Linked DNA regions of Capra hircus: region 1 is linked to region 2. Evidence: chromatin contacts called from public Hi-C data. All regions are on one chromosome and are shown on one strand. The core of a region is the stretch at or near the end of the contact, and the rest is flanking DNA. Distances in the headings are between cores, read along the strand shown. Region 1 overlaps ARAP1 (arf-GAP with Rho-GAP domain, ANK repeat and PH domain-containing protein 1). Region 2 holds the start of STARD10 (PCTP-like protein).

Region 1 (6,865 bases), core at 922-3,421, 55 kb before region 2:
AATTATTCCAAGTAACCCGATTTTTAGTAACGCCTTCCTTTGTGCCAGGTACTGTGCTAGCATCTAAGCCAGACCTGAACCCTGATGCCACAGTCTGGATGCTTCTTAGGACACGTAGTGGCTACTTCTAGATCACCCTGAACTCTATCTTCTTTTTCTCCATAGGTAAAGAATGGACAAAATTCTTTCTCCCTAGAAACCTGATGAAGGTGGTATGTCAGCCACGCTCCCAGGCAACACTACCTTTAGTGGCTTGAGTGTGGAACTGCACCTGGACTGGGAGAAATTGTAAGTGATCTCTTGACCTGGGGGAGAAGCTGGAGCTCTGGGCTTCCCAGAGTGTGGAAGCTTGTTACTGGGCACAGCCTGTGCAAAGGACCTGAAGCCACACCTGCTAGGTTGTTAGAAGACATATTGGCTCCTTGGAGCAAGAGGTCTCCAAGCCAGGGTGGCTCCCACACTTGTCCACTGTGAGTCTTGTCCCCCACCCCCAAGCTGCCCCCTGGAGGACCACAGAGAATGGCCCCCAGACAGCTATGTGGACGGCGGCAGTGACTGCCAGGAGCACCCTCCAGCAGAGGAAGACCCACCGCTGTCCTGGTGGCCAGCTCTTCCCTCTCTCTATGCTTCTCAGAGAATCTGATGCCAAGTGGGCCTAGGGTGGGAGTTTAGCTGGACCTGCGAAGACTCCCCCTACAATGAGCACTGTACTAGGCTGTCTCCCCAACATGACCCTGAATCTCTTTAGGGCAAGGGCAGCCTTGATCTTGACTCTTTATCCCCACAGCCCACCTAGTACAGGGCCTGGCTGAGATAGCAACAAGAGCATGTTGGCTGGGTGGGTGGGTGGATAGGTAGGTGGACAGGTTAGCCAATAGGGTCAAGAGGGAAGCAAATAAAAGGCAGGCCCGAGGGCATGACCTGTGGTGTCAGCTCCCAGCTGGTCAAGTCTAAAGTCCAAAGCAAACTATCACACATAGTCTCCCAGACTCCAATAGGAAGGGGCCCTTGGAGGCCCAGCCTGTGATCAGCTGAGAGGAGAGCTCTAGGATGTTGGATCAGGACCAATCAGACGTGCTCAGAGCAGGGGGGACAGCCTCTGCCCTTCCAATGCCAAGCAGGGCTGTGTCGGCCTGGCTCCCTGCCTCCCCCAGGACTCAGAGCCAGCACTGAGGCAAAGCTGATGGCAACAGAGCATCCTCAGAACCCAGGCAGCATCAGTCCTCTCATCTCTGGCCCCCAGTCCTCCCCCACCACCGTCCTGATCATCTGTGAGGGACCTGCCCTTCCTGAGGCCTGGCTCCCCAGCACGTGGGTTCCCTAAGACAATTGCCATATCCTCCTTCTTCACTACTGTATGCCCAGCACTCAGCAGGGATTAATAAATGAAGACCTGGATTACTTAATTTTTATTAAGTATGTGTGTGTGTATGCATACTTTCCCAGGAGCTTTAAGTGGATTCACTCATTTACTCATCACAAGGGTTCCCTAAGGCAGGGCTTCTTGCTATCCCCACTTTACAGATGAGGAATTGAGACATGGAGACAGGAAGTAATTTGTTCTTGGTCCCACAACTAGGATGTTCACCCAGGAAGTACAGCACCACAGCTGCAAACTCAACCATCAGGGGCAAATGAGGCCATAGCCGGGATCCCAGGGCTTCTCTGAGATCCGCCTCCTCACACTGGCTACAACTCAGGATCCAGACAGCTCTGAGTTGATGTTCCATCCAAAAGGAAATGTGATCACATTTCTGATGGCCCTGTTACCATAGTGATAAGGGAGACAGGAACAGATGCTAAGGGCTCCTTTCCCAGCAAAGTCTTTGCAGGAAAAGGGTTATATGCCAAGAAAGCGGAGCAAGGGGACCCCACGGGCCTCCCAATCTCATTCTAGACGTCTCTTCCAGGAAGCCTCCTAGCTGATCCCTCTCCCCGCCTACCACGGGGGACCAGGGCCATGCTGAGTCAGGGCCAAGCCCAGGAAAGGAGAAGTGGTATCAGGAAGGCACAGATGTGGGAAATTCTGGGGGACGGGGCAGTGCCCACAGAGTGCCCGAAAACTAGCCAGAGTCCTGACCACTTGGTGCCTGCACCCCTTAGAGCAGCCCCAGCTCCAATCTGTAGCTGAAGCCCAGCTGGGGTGCTCCCACTGACCCCTGGCCCTACAAGACCGGAAGATCAGTCCCAGGCCTGGGCATGGACTCAGCAGCCCTGCTCACACCACTTCTTCCTGCCTACACCTCCTGGCCCTCTCCCTACATCTCAGCTTGTGGAAAGCCTGTCTGTGCCTTTGAACACGGCTCAATAGTCCTCCTCTGGGCAGCCTCCGCGACGCCCATGCAAAGCTGCTCTCCGCCTGCCCCTCATTCCTGACCCCTCTGCTCCTTCAGCCCCTTTCTTCTCTATCTAAGTGGCATATGGACCCATCTGCTCTCCACCTTATGCCCAAAGCAAGGCTAGGCACTCTAGGGCAGGGGGCACCCCAGCCTGGGCCCTTAGCCTAAGGAGGTTTGTTTTACTGGGTTACAGCAAATACATACAGCCAACCTTACATATCTATAGATTAGGGGACATGTGAGGGTCCCAAGCCAGAATGGGTAAGAACAGAGGAGTAGGGTGACCATGTAATTAATCATATAAACGATAACATTTCCAAGAGTTAAAAGAGGCACTTTTTTTTTTTTCGCAGCATGTGGGATCTTAGTTCCCTGACCAGGGATCAAACCCATGCCCCCTGCATTGTGAACAAGTGTAGAATCTCACCCACTGGACCACCAGAAAGTCCCAAAAGAGGCACTATTAACAACTATGTCAGGTCACAGGTGCAAGTGGGCTTATCCTGGGCGAAATGAGACATGTCGTCACTGTAGGTAAGAGACGCAGCTTGGCAGCCAGGCAGCCCTGGACCTCCAATCCAGCTGAACCACTGATCGGTCTGTGTCCTTCCAAAGCATATCACTTCACCTCCAAGCCTCAAGTTCCCCTCTGATCTGCTTCCCGGCTCGCTGACAACCAGTAGAGAGCCACGGTCACAAGTTGTCAACACAATTTTCTCACCCTGGCTGTGGCTGGGTGAGGCCACAGGGCCACTCTGCAGGAGGCCCAGGCTGCACAGGCTGAACCAGGAACCTGCTTCATGGCCCCTCCTCCAGGGTGGCCCCTGGATCTCAGTCACCCCAGAGGCAGAGGGGCCGGGATACAGGACGGGGCAGTCTGAATATCTCAGGCTGGCCTGGAACTCATCCCCCACTCACACTCCAGCCATCCTGAGCTGAGCTGCTTTCCATAAATGCGGACTTGCAGGCTTTTGTCCATACTGTTCCTTCCACCAGGAACACAGCTCCCTGCCCGGCCACCTGCTACTTTTCCTTCCAAAGGTGCAAGTCATACATCCTTCTTCTCCACTTTGTGCCTCCCTTAGTACCCCTGGCTGGGTTGGGGTCTCTTTGACGCTTCTCTAGCCTTCAGGCTTCTGAGCACTCAGTATAGTTGTATCTTTCATTGTCTGCTTCACTGTACTGACCTCAGAGGACCAAGGACCCGGGTCTACACTCCGTCCTGAGTCAGGATCTTCTCCCTAAAGGGTCACACAGGCCTTGGAGGGACCCAGCCCAAACCAGCCCCTGGACTTGCACCAGCAGGGCCAAGAGGTGGGGTCAGACCATGATTTGGACACATTGGCCTCCTCTCCTGACCTCCTCTACCCACGAGGGCAGCCTTTCCCAACTCCCCACTTCCTTGTCCTCCTTGGGGCCCATGCCTCAGCCCTATGCTTCCTTCTTCCTCCATGGCTGCCCTTATCCTTCCTTCTCCATCATGAGGCCCAAAGCTCAGCTCCTCTAGCACTTTCCGGGTTCTGTTCTATTTACTTCTGCCCAAGCCACAGTGGAGAAAGCCCTTCCCAGGGTATCACTCCTTAGACATGATGTCTGCTGGACGCCTCTCAGCTTTTGCATAAGCTGTGAATCCTCTCAGGCCAAGCCCTCTCCATGCCACAGCATCACCCAACACAGAGGGGGCTTTGGTGACTGCATTTTGAGTGAATGAATGACCATCACCCCACTCACATACTGAATACTGGAGGTCAGCATCTCTCCATCCCTCCATAGAGCAGTGCCCAACTGACCTGGCACCCACCTTTAAAACCAATGTTTCACCCAGCTCTTTGCACATGCCCTTGGAACAATGTAACTACCACTGGCTTAAGTATCCCCTTTATGCCAGGCATTCTCATGGAAGTCTTTTTTTTTTCATTTAATCCTCATGATGACCCAGATCATCAACTCTCCTGTGCTCAAGATACACCTCCTCCTTCAGGAAGTCCACCCAACTGCTCCCTCCTCTAAGCTCACAGTTGGGCGCCCTGCTGTCGTGGGCAGCAAAGGGTGAGGCCTAGGTCTCCTGTGGCAGCTCTTCACGCCTCCTAGGCCTGACCCAATGCTGGCCTGTGAAGGCAGTGGGGGGAGGAAGTTCACCCCTCAGGGAGCACATGACTGTACTAGCCCCTCTCCCCCATCCCTGGGCTGGCCTGGCCAGAGGAGAAGGTGCAGGTGTTTGCTGGGCCCTGTGGAAAGATGAGCCAAGGGTGCAGGGGTGGGCCAGCCACACAGACAGAATCTGCTTAGAGGAATCTCTTTGCCCCTAGTGGCCCAAGTATGGGGTTACTGAGTTCATTAGGGGTTACAGCAACTGGGGAGATCCCCCCAATAACAAAGGCACACCCACCATACCAGCAGGCCTGGAAGAAGGGGTAGGAAGACACGAGTTAAGGGTCAGCCCTTGGCAGGTCTCCCTGTTGCCTGGAAGAGGGGAGGGCAAGAGGGCTTGGATAGGTGAGCTTCCAGAGCTACAGCACCCTTGAACTTGACCCTGAGGTAAGTCACCTAAGCCTCCGAAGGGAATCCTCAGGGGGGTGCAGGGAGCCAGAAGTGAGATCAGCACCAGATCGCTTTAGGGCAGAGGCCCCACAGAGGAGCAGTCCAGGCGGCCCAGAAGACAGGCCCCGGAGGCTCCCAATGAACCCAGGAGAGACACTTACAGGGAGATGGAGCTGCGGAAAGCCCAGGGCAGAAGTGGAGAAGAGAGAGGGGAGAAAAGGAAAGGGCAGGAGAAAACAGAAAATGTAGAGAAAGTGAAAGAAAAGAGGGAAGTCTGAGAGTAAAAAAGGGAGGGGGAGGAGAGCAGCACAGAAAACCTAACCTGGGGAGAGGTGACAGACAGACAGACAGTCTGGGATTCCTGCCCTCCCAGGCCCGTAGGAAGAGACTGCCCCCTTCCCTCAGCCGACAGCCCAGCCCACGGTGGCCCCTTGCTCACCCTCAGACGCCCTCTGGATCCAGGGCCCAAGAGCTCCCGTGGTTCTGGCCAGCTGCGCCCAATGTGAGCCGGGTACCTGACTGTCCAGCCTGTGTCCGACCCACGCTGGTCTCGCAGACAGCCTGGCCCCACTCCCTGGGTGTGCCTGAGGCCACGTCTGGTTCCAGGTATGGCTCTGCACTCCCGTGATTTGTGTCGGAGTGTTTGTGATCACTTGTTGGAGTGTGTGTTTCTGTGTGTGACTGTGAGTCTGTCTGGGAGAGTGAGTGTGTGTACGTGTACGTGTATGTGCGTGTCTGTGTCTGAATCCAGCTTTGGTCTTCTCTAGCTTCCTGCTCTCCGCCTCCCCCCGCCCCCTGCAGCCCTGGCCAACACACACACTTCCTGAAAACTCGACTGAGACAGAGAAAAGTCACCCAGAATCCCCTGGGGCAGACACTTCCTTCCCGCCCCCAGGCTGGCTCCCCCTCTAAGCTGAAGTGGGTGGACAAACTACTCCAGTGACATCAAGCAGGGCCTTCCAGAGTGGATACTCTGGCTGGCCCCTCCCCACTCACACAAGGCCCAGAGAAGCTAGGAAAGAGGCTCTCTGAAGAGAGCAAGTTCTGCCCCAGCAACAAGTGATCAGTCTCCAGGAAGCCCAGGGATTGGCTGGGCTGCAGAGGGTCGAGGGCACAGGTGGGAGGCCTTGCGATGTGACTCCAGCTGGCTGCTGCCCACTCTGGGCAAATTTTCCCTCTTCTCCAGGTTTCTCCAGACATCCAAGTATCGGAGTAGGACACGGAGGCCCAGAGCAGGCTAGGGGAGGCTCTGCAGAGTGACCCTGGGTCAGAAATGACCTCGCTGCCACGGTCAGGGAAGCAGGCTCAGAGGGTTCACATCTATGACACCTGAAGCTGAGTAGACAGTCCCAGGCCAACAGGCAGGGTTTGAACACTGCCTTCTCCTATACTGGGTTGTGTGACTTTGAACAAGTTTCTCAGTGTCTCTGGACTTGTCAGTTAGTTACCCATTACAGGCTTAGGTGATGGTGGGGGTGCAGACCCTTTGGGGGTGAAACAGGGTCCTCCTAGGCCAGGCAAATAGTGAACCTGCTTCTGAGAGTTCTGACCCAGTTGGGGCAGAGGGGAAGAGATGCCATCCTTGCTCATTTTCTGCCTGCCTCCCCTAAAGGTCTCTCCCTTTCCAAGATGCCTGGGGTGACAGAGGTCGGGGAGTGGGAAGGGATTTGGGGTATCCTGTAACCCTACTGTCCAGGGTCCAGTGTGTGCGGAGGGCACTCACAGGGTGCTGAGTCAGCATGGGCAGCACACAAGCTCAGCACCTGGTGGTACAGAAGCTCATGCAGGTCTCATCTATTTACTCAAACAACAAACATTTTCTGAGTACCTGTCAGGCACCTGGCATTGTTTCAAATGTTGGGTATGTGGCAGTAAATGAAACTGAAAAGGATCTGAGCCCCTAATGGAGCTGACATTCTAGGGGGCTCGGCCTTTTGGCAGCACTTGCAAACACAGCACAAGTACACACTGGCTCACACCTGACC
Region 2 (7,442 bases), core at 741-3,240:
TATGAGGCCCTGATGCCAGAGCTAAATCCGAATCCAAGGGCAGGTCCCAGGCAGGAGGGGCTGGAGTGGGGGAGGGCGGGCGCGCTCTCCAAGTCCACTGCCCTGCTCCCACCTCTGCCGGCTTCCACCACAGGAATACACTTCTCCACGTGTTTGAGAGAGTGGGAAGGCTGAGGCAAGAGAGAGGGGAGGGCACAGTCTACTGCCAGGAGCCGCGGAAGGGAGATCTGCCACCTTGAAAAGTGGCACTCACAGCAATGCCAGATGTGTTGTGTTGGAGGCAGTCACTGAGGCCTCTCATCAGAGTCTTTACTAGCCTATTCCCCATCTAGTCCCCAGGGGAGGTGGACTCACAGGGTCCCAAACCCCAAGCCGGCCCTCTTTTGACAAACAGAAGAAAATCATGGGGTTGTGAGGAGTGGAGTGCATGGCTGTGAGAGAGGCCAACTATGCCTGCATATTCCCTGCCTCTGCTGGCCTACACCCTGGTCCCTCCTTTCCCAGCCTGCCGGCCCAGCCTGGCCCTGTGTGAGGCAGGGACATCTAAGCCCCGCTTTCAGGATCTGCCACCCAGGATCCTGAGTCCCTGCAGGAGAGACTCAGGGGACAGCCAGGAGGGAAGAGGGAAGAGCAGAGCATCTGGCAGGAAGAAGCGCAGAGAGTGCGGAATGAGACCCAGCTCAGGCTGAGAGAATCAGGAATTCGGGACTGAAAGGCTCAGTCTCCCACCTGAGATGACTCAAGTCAGGACCTGATAAAGGCTTCAAGGGCAGAGGGCTCCTTGAGGAAGGCCACTCTCCTAGGTGGGCTTGGCAGTGGTCCACCTTCCTGAGCAGGCAGGGGCTGAGTGAGTCACACCCCCTGTCTCCCAGCAAACTGTGCCTCCTGGGTCCTCGCAGGAGACTCTGAGGTGCACAGCCAGGTGTCTGTACCCCTGCTGGAGGACAGGGAGACTCCCAGTCAGAGGGAGTCAGGGCGCAGTGTCGGCTGCACCTGCTGCGGGGCCACCCTACCTTGATCTTGTGCAGGGTACGATCCATCTCCACAGCCTGCACCCACACAGACACACCAGCTTTGCTGTAGGTCAGGTTCCAGCCCGCCTCGGCCTCACACTCTGACCGGAAGCTGCGGAAGTCCTGGTCGTCGGGCACCTGGACGCTGTCGCGGCCCAGGACTGGCCGAGGCCCCGGGGGCTCTGGGGAGGCAGCTGACTGCTCCATGGGGAGGCCCAGGGCCCTGGTCCTGGTCCGGCTCTCCTGGGTCCTCCGCGGAGGCTCCGACAACGTCGACGCGGCTGCAGATGCTGACGCCACCTTCCAGGGACCTGCAAGACCGGTTTGGAAACAGGAGTCAGAACGCTGCCGGCGCGCGTGCGGCTGTCCGGGGTCCTGGCAGGTAGCGAGTTCGAGAGAGGCAGAGGCTGGCCCCCTGGCCAGAGCGTACCGCCGCCACTGGGCAGTACGCCCCTCTCTCTCTCCGCAAAAGCGCGACCTCAGACCGCCGGGGGTGGGAGCCGTACTGGGGGCTGCGTATCGGGGTGCGGGGGAAGCCCGTCGGGACCCAGGGGAGGCCGGGACCCGAGGTGACGGACGGTCCGGTGGGGTCCGCGCAGCGCCGGCCGGACTGGCTCAACTAACTCGCCAGCGGCGCCGGCGCGGGAAGCGCGCTGGGCCGGTGGCGGGGGGGGGGGGGGGCGGGGGGGGGCGCCCGCGGGGCCGGCAGGCTCACCTGTGCCCGCTACTCGCCGGGGGCCGGCCGGGGCCGGGGGTGCGAGCGCCTCTGCCGCCACCGCCGCCGCCGCTGCCCGGGCGACCGGGGCCGCGCGGGGGTTCTGGGGGGAGGAGCAGCGGGTCCCGCCGCCCGGCCCCGCCCCGCTTCCCCCGGCCCCGCGCGCACCACCCGCCCCCCACCCCACCTTCCTCCCTCCCCAGGGGCTAGGCTGGGGGCTTCGGGGGCTCCGCTCGCCTGCGCTTGGTATTTTCCAGGCTGCGGAGGTACAGCTGACGGGGCTTGGAGCCCCGCCCCGCCCCGCCCAGCCGGGTCCTAGCGCCCGCCCCCATCGCCCCCGAAGAGGACCTGGCCGGACCAGTCCTCAGGCAGGGGTTGAGGAGGGTCCAAGATAGATAGGGCTCTGAGAGGAAGAGCGAGGAGGTGCTAGAAGAGGGATTCTGGAAGTTAATTGTGAACCCTTTATCTCCAACACCTTCCCACACTCACAGGTACACACCTCTGCAACAGCCTACTTAAGATACACAAGCAGCTGTCCCTAGAACCACCCAGAGACATCCCCACACCACACCCCTCAGAGCCAAAGATGGGCACACTCCCACCACAATCAAGAGCCCACAGCTTGCCTCCCCTACCAACCCCTGGCCTCAAGGTTCACAAGGTGGGTAGACTTGGACAAAATCTCCACTCCCATCGCACTCCCAGCTGGGAGCTTGAATCCTCCTCCAGTCCCGGACTCTGGTCCTTGTCCACCCCCAGTCCTCCTGAGCACCCCTGTACGTATTCACACACCTCCCATGGATTAGACTAGGCTTTCCAGAGCATCTGGCTCCAGAGCTCTGGGGCTCCCTGGCCCTCCCCAGGCAGAGCTGGCCAGAGCTCCACAGCCACAGGGGAGATATGTCCACCAGCACTCCAGCCACCCCTTCCAGCCAGAGAGACTGCTACCTGCCCCCTGGGTCCTAGTGCTAGCTCTGTCTCCAGCTGCTCTGTGTTAACTGAGGCCAATAGCTCAATTTTTCTGAGGCCAGGCCAATGTGAGTGTGGCAACAGGCTCAAGGCTGAGCATTCACTACCCTAGTGACTAGGGAGGGCTCATGGTGAGCTCCCTTGGATGGGCAGCTAATAGGGCACAAGTGCCCCATCACTTGCCCAGTGTCATCAGTGAGTACATGGCCATCCTGCCAAGATCCCAGATCTCAGCCTCCTCCCACCCCAGGGTTCCTTCCTTGGCTCTGGCTGCCCCAACTCTCTGGGCCTGAGTTTCCTATCTGTAGAATGTGAGCATCAGAATGTATAACCTCCTAGCCTCACCATCCTTGAGTTCCAGGATGGAATAGCTTTTCTTAAAGGTGCTAGAGAAAGATGAGGAGTTGTCATGGTGGATTCACAAATAGAGGTGTTTCTTACTCAAGTGCTTAGGGCTCTGAGACGTTCGTGAATCAGGCCCAATTTTAAAAGTCGAGGGGGTGAGGAGGCAAGTGTGATGGCAAGTCACCCCAAGGGGCATTCTGCAAAGTAAGTCTTGTAAAATGAGTTGCAGGTCCCCACGTGATCTTGGATCTCCAGTGTGAGCAGCACAGTCAGATAATCATCCTTGGCCCTTCTAACCCACATTCTTTAAGCGTGTGGTAGTGGGTGGCCTGGGGGTGGGGTGCGTGAGGGTGGGCTTTGGGTTCAGGAGGCCAGGGCTCTGGCTCTCTGCTATATACATCCTCTGCCTTCACCCCAGCCGTAGGCAGTTCACTGCCCCTCCCCCGGCTTCAGTCGTTTTATCTGACAGCCTCATACCCAGGCTGATGAGAGACTCAAAAGAGGGGTATACAGAGCCTGCTTTGTGAACTGTAGCCTCTGGGATCTGCCATGAGGAAAAGGGAGAGAAGCACTGGCCTGGTGGCTTCTGCCTTTTTAGGGCCCCAGTGACACACGTCAGCTGACAGCAGGCACCAGGACTGTACACCTCTCATCCCCATCGCCTAGTACTGGGAGGAAGAGATAAGGCTGAAGTGACAGCAGGAGATAGCAGCGAGGACAGGCTCCCAGGACTCCTCCACCCCTGAGAGCACTGCCAGTCTGAGACACACAAATTCAGGGAAGTAGTGATGGCAGAAATCAAACCAGCACTCAAATCCAAATAGAGATTAACCAAGAATGAATCTTCTGGGTCTTGGGTCAAAAAAGGTGGGTGACCTGGTACCCCTGGGCTCAGGTGGCCATGCTCTGGGCTCAACCCTGCCTGGAGGTTGCCAGGCTGGCTGGAGCATAAATCCTCATTCATCAACAATTTGCCCTTGCAGGCCCTCCTAGTCCCCCAGGAATTTAGGTATCTCTGGCTCAAGGGTTCATAACAACCGCCCAAACATGCCTGGATCAAAGCAGATTCATATCCTGTCTCAAACACCCCTGAGCAGCAGAGAGAAGGCTGGGAGGGCTGGGATGTGTGACCTGGGGGAGGAGCCTGGAGAGGAGTCCTAGGATTTGGTGATCCCTGCTTCCCACAGCCTGGAAGTGCAAAGTGGACCTGGGTTCAAATTCTGTTGATACCATTTCCTAAATGTGTGACCAAGAGCAGGTGACATGTCCTGTCTGAGTTTCAATTTCTTCATCTAGAATAATAATACCTACTCTCTGAGAATTACTGCAAGGAAAAGAGTTGTATACATGTCAGTTTCATGCCCAAATAACTAAAAATATAAACTGGAAGGGGAAAGGTAGGGAGGAATAAATACACTGTTCAAACATGGCATATTTCCTACAAAAAGTGTTAAGGAAATACCTTGGTAGGATGGTTGTTAAGGTTCTCATGAACGAGTAAACAGTGGAAAAGGTTGGTGAAGCGCGACCCTGTGTGTCCCTTGCAGCCCCTGTCCCAGTCACAGGGCTCAACAGAAAGTGGACTGGGTGGAGGTGCCCTTCCGGACCCCAGCCCCAGGATGGGGACAACACCAAGCAGGACTCAGAGTTGGGGTGGAAGGCAGGAGTGTGTATGAGAAAGAGACAGTGCTTAGCAGGCTGAGAGGCATCACAAGAATGCAAGGAATCGTGACCCAGGGCACTGAGCAAGTGCGGGTTTTACACGCGCTCCTCACAGAGAGAGAAGCTGAGGTGTGGGAGGAATAGCGACGCCCCTGAATCAAAGTAAGACAGAAGCCATCTGGGGACCACAAGTACCCAGTAGGACTCCCGGAATGGGGTGGGGGATTGTTTGGAGATATTCACACCAGTTCTTGCTCACTGACCCCTGCCAGCTGTTGGAACAGAGTCAGGACACCTGCCTGGAGCCATCTATGACCTGGTCTGTAACACTCCTCTCTCAACTCCCCTCACTGAGCTCCCATCAGGACCACAGCCCCTAACTGTACAGACGGAGAAACAAAGGCCCAAGCAGCACGGTCAGAGCACAGATAAGATCTTAGGTCTCCCAGCTTCTAACCCAAGGCTCTGTCCCTGCTCCCCACTATATGCCACCCCTTTCACTACCCTAGGGGTGGCCTTGGGGGCAGTTACCAACCTCTTTGCTTCAAGATTCCTCCCCTGCCCAAGTGTACTAGACAATGAGGGGCTACCACATCCTGACTTGCTCCTGGTGCTCCCTCCTACTCACCATCTAGTCAGACAGACGGATGGCTGCCTCGATCTCCCCTCTGGGAGATGAGGAGAAGGCCCCCCTGACCCCTTCTTCCCCCAGCTCCTCTCCTCTGGGGTAACCGGCCTTGCCAGTTTGGGTGAGAAAATTCCCAGGTTGCCTAGGGGAACAAGGCAATATCCTGGGGGCACTGTTCTAGAAGACTGAGCAACGACTTGCGTGATGTCACCAGGAAGCAGCAGAGAGGTGATTCCAGAGGCCCCCCTGGAAGGGCTGAGGACAGAGCACTCTGAGGTCCCCAGGGCTGGCATGGCCTTGAGGGATGTGTCCTTTACAGTTTGATGGCAGGCGGCAACAGGTTCAGCACCCTAGTCCCACCTGGAGCCGGATCTGAGTGTTTGCCCAGGGTGGGTCTCCTAGCCCTGCTGGGCCTCACTGAGCAAACAGCTCAAACACTGCCCTGAGTGAGCTGCTAGAGCCTCAGGGAATCACAGAGCACACAGTTAGAGTGACCTATTATCCCCTCTCCTGCTGGTGACGCTGACACAGCCAAGCGCTGTGATAGGGACAGAATCAGTCAGTTCAGTCGCTCAGTCACTCAGTCGTGTCTGACTCTTTGCGGCCCCATGAATCGCAACACGCCAGGCCTCCCTGTCCATCACCATCTCCCGGAGTTCACTCAGACTCACGTCCATCGAGTCGGTGAGGCCATCCAGCCATCTCATCCTCTGTCGTCCCCTTCTCCTCCTGCCCCCAATCCCTCCCAGCATCAGAGTCTTTTCCAATGAGTCAACTCTTCACATGAGGTGGCCAAAGTACTGGAGTTTCAGCTTCAGCATCATTCCTTCCAAAGAACACCCAGGGCTGATCTCCTGGGTGATAGAATAGAGGGACAAAAATAAGTGATTAAATAGTTAATCCCACTAGGGGATTATAAGTAGAAAAATATGGGGAAAAAAACTCCTGTAAATTAATGATTACTCGAAAAAGCAGGTTTGCTTAACCACAAAACTAAGCAGGCTTGCTTAGCAACAAAACCATGCAACAGAAGCACAGGACATGCCCCCAAACAATAAAACAATGGTGCCATGAGACTCACATCCAGACACTGAGCTCAGTCAGTTCAGTTCAGTCGCTCAGTCATGTCCGACTCTTTGCAACCCCATGAATTGCAGCACGCCAGGCCTCCCTGTCCATTACCAACTCGCGGAGTTCACTCAGACTCAGGTCCATCGAGTCAATGAGGCCCATCCAGCCATCTCATCCTCTGTCATCCCCTTCTCCTCCTGCCCCCAGTCCCTCCCAGCATCAGAGTCTTTTCCAATGAGTCAGCTCTTCACATGAGGTGGCATCATTCCTTCCAAAGAAATCCCAGGGCTGATCTCCTTCAGAATAGACTGGTTGGATCTCCTTGCAGTCCAAGGGACTCTCAAGAGTCTTCTCCAACACCACAGTTCAAAAGCATCAATTCTTCAGCCCTCAGCTTTCTTCACAGTCCAACTCTCACATCCATACATTAATGACCCCCAAAACAGGCTCTGTGCACACACCAAAAAACCCCATCATTTATGGAAAGGTGACTTTTCAAAATGAAAGACCCTCACTGTACTGAGACCTGAAAATATTTTTTGAAAGTGCTATGATAGTCCTGGTCTAACCAGGACAAGTAAACTTCCCTGCCCTGTCTGGGGAGGAGCTGCTGATGGAAACGTCACGTCTACTCAAGAGAGACAAAGAAGGTCTTCTTCCCCTCCCCACTTTTCGTTTGATTATAAAACTGTAGCCCTCTAAGTTCTGGGGGCACTTCCCACCCATCTGCTTGTAAGCCTCACAAGGGTTTTATTCTCATAAATCATTTCTTATCTACTACTTTGCTCTCACTGGATTCTTCTCCATGCTGACATGAAGGACTACGGTATCGAAGCTTTTCGGAGCCCCACTGAAATGATCCCAGTTGGTTCCACGATCACATCCATCTCCTGCCTCAGTCCACACAGCCACATACCATCTCAGTCTCACGCTTGGGAATCCAACAGGGGCACACTGGCTTGAGCACGCCAGGTCACCCAAGTAGGCTTGCCAGATAAAACACAGGACACATCTTGAAATTTGATTTTCAGATAAGGAA

Evidence for each region. Hi-C and Micro-C count contacts between places; a contact is called where the count stands out from the background.
Region 1: a contact with region 2 is called in a Hi-C map of blood, with 2.6 times the contacts expected there. The contact joins the enhancer-like site here to the promoter of STARD10 in region 2.

Annotation. Positions count from the first base shown.
Region 1 is chr15:30,742,122-30,748,986 of ARS1.2, reverse strand. The region is part of intron 3 of ARAP1 (arf-GAP with Rho-GAP domain, ANK repeat and PH domain-containing protein 1); the gene reads right to left. Among named protein-coding and RNA genes, the nearest start is that of ARAP1, 29 kb to the right of the region's middle. Within about 2 kb of position 2,171, at least 2 of the 5 cell types and tissues checked have an H3K27ac peak or open chromatin away from gene starts, as enhancers often do.
Region 2 is chr15:30,686,044-30,693,485 of ARS1.2, reverse strand. STARD10 (PCTP-like protein) reads right to left here and starts at 1,990. Exons shown (of 7, transcript XM_018059390.1): 1 at 1,966-1,990; 2 at 1,014-1,324. The coding sequence starts at 1,220. It overlaps LOC108637666 (a long non-coding RNA gene), which reads left to right and starts at 1,318. Exons shown (of 3, transcript XR_001919221.1): 1 at 1,318-1,395.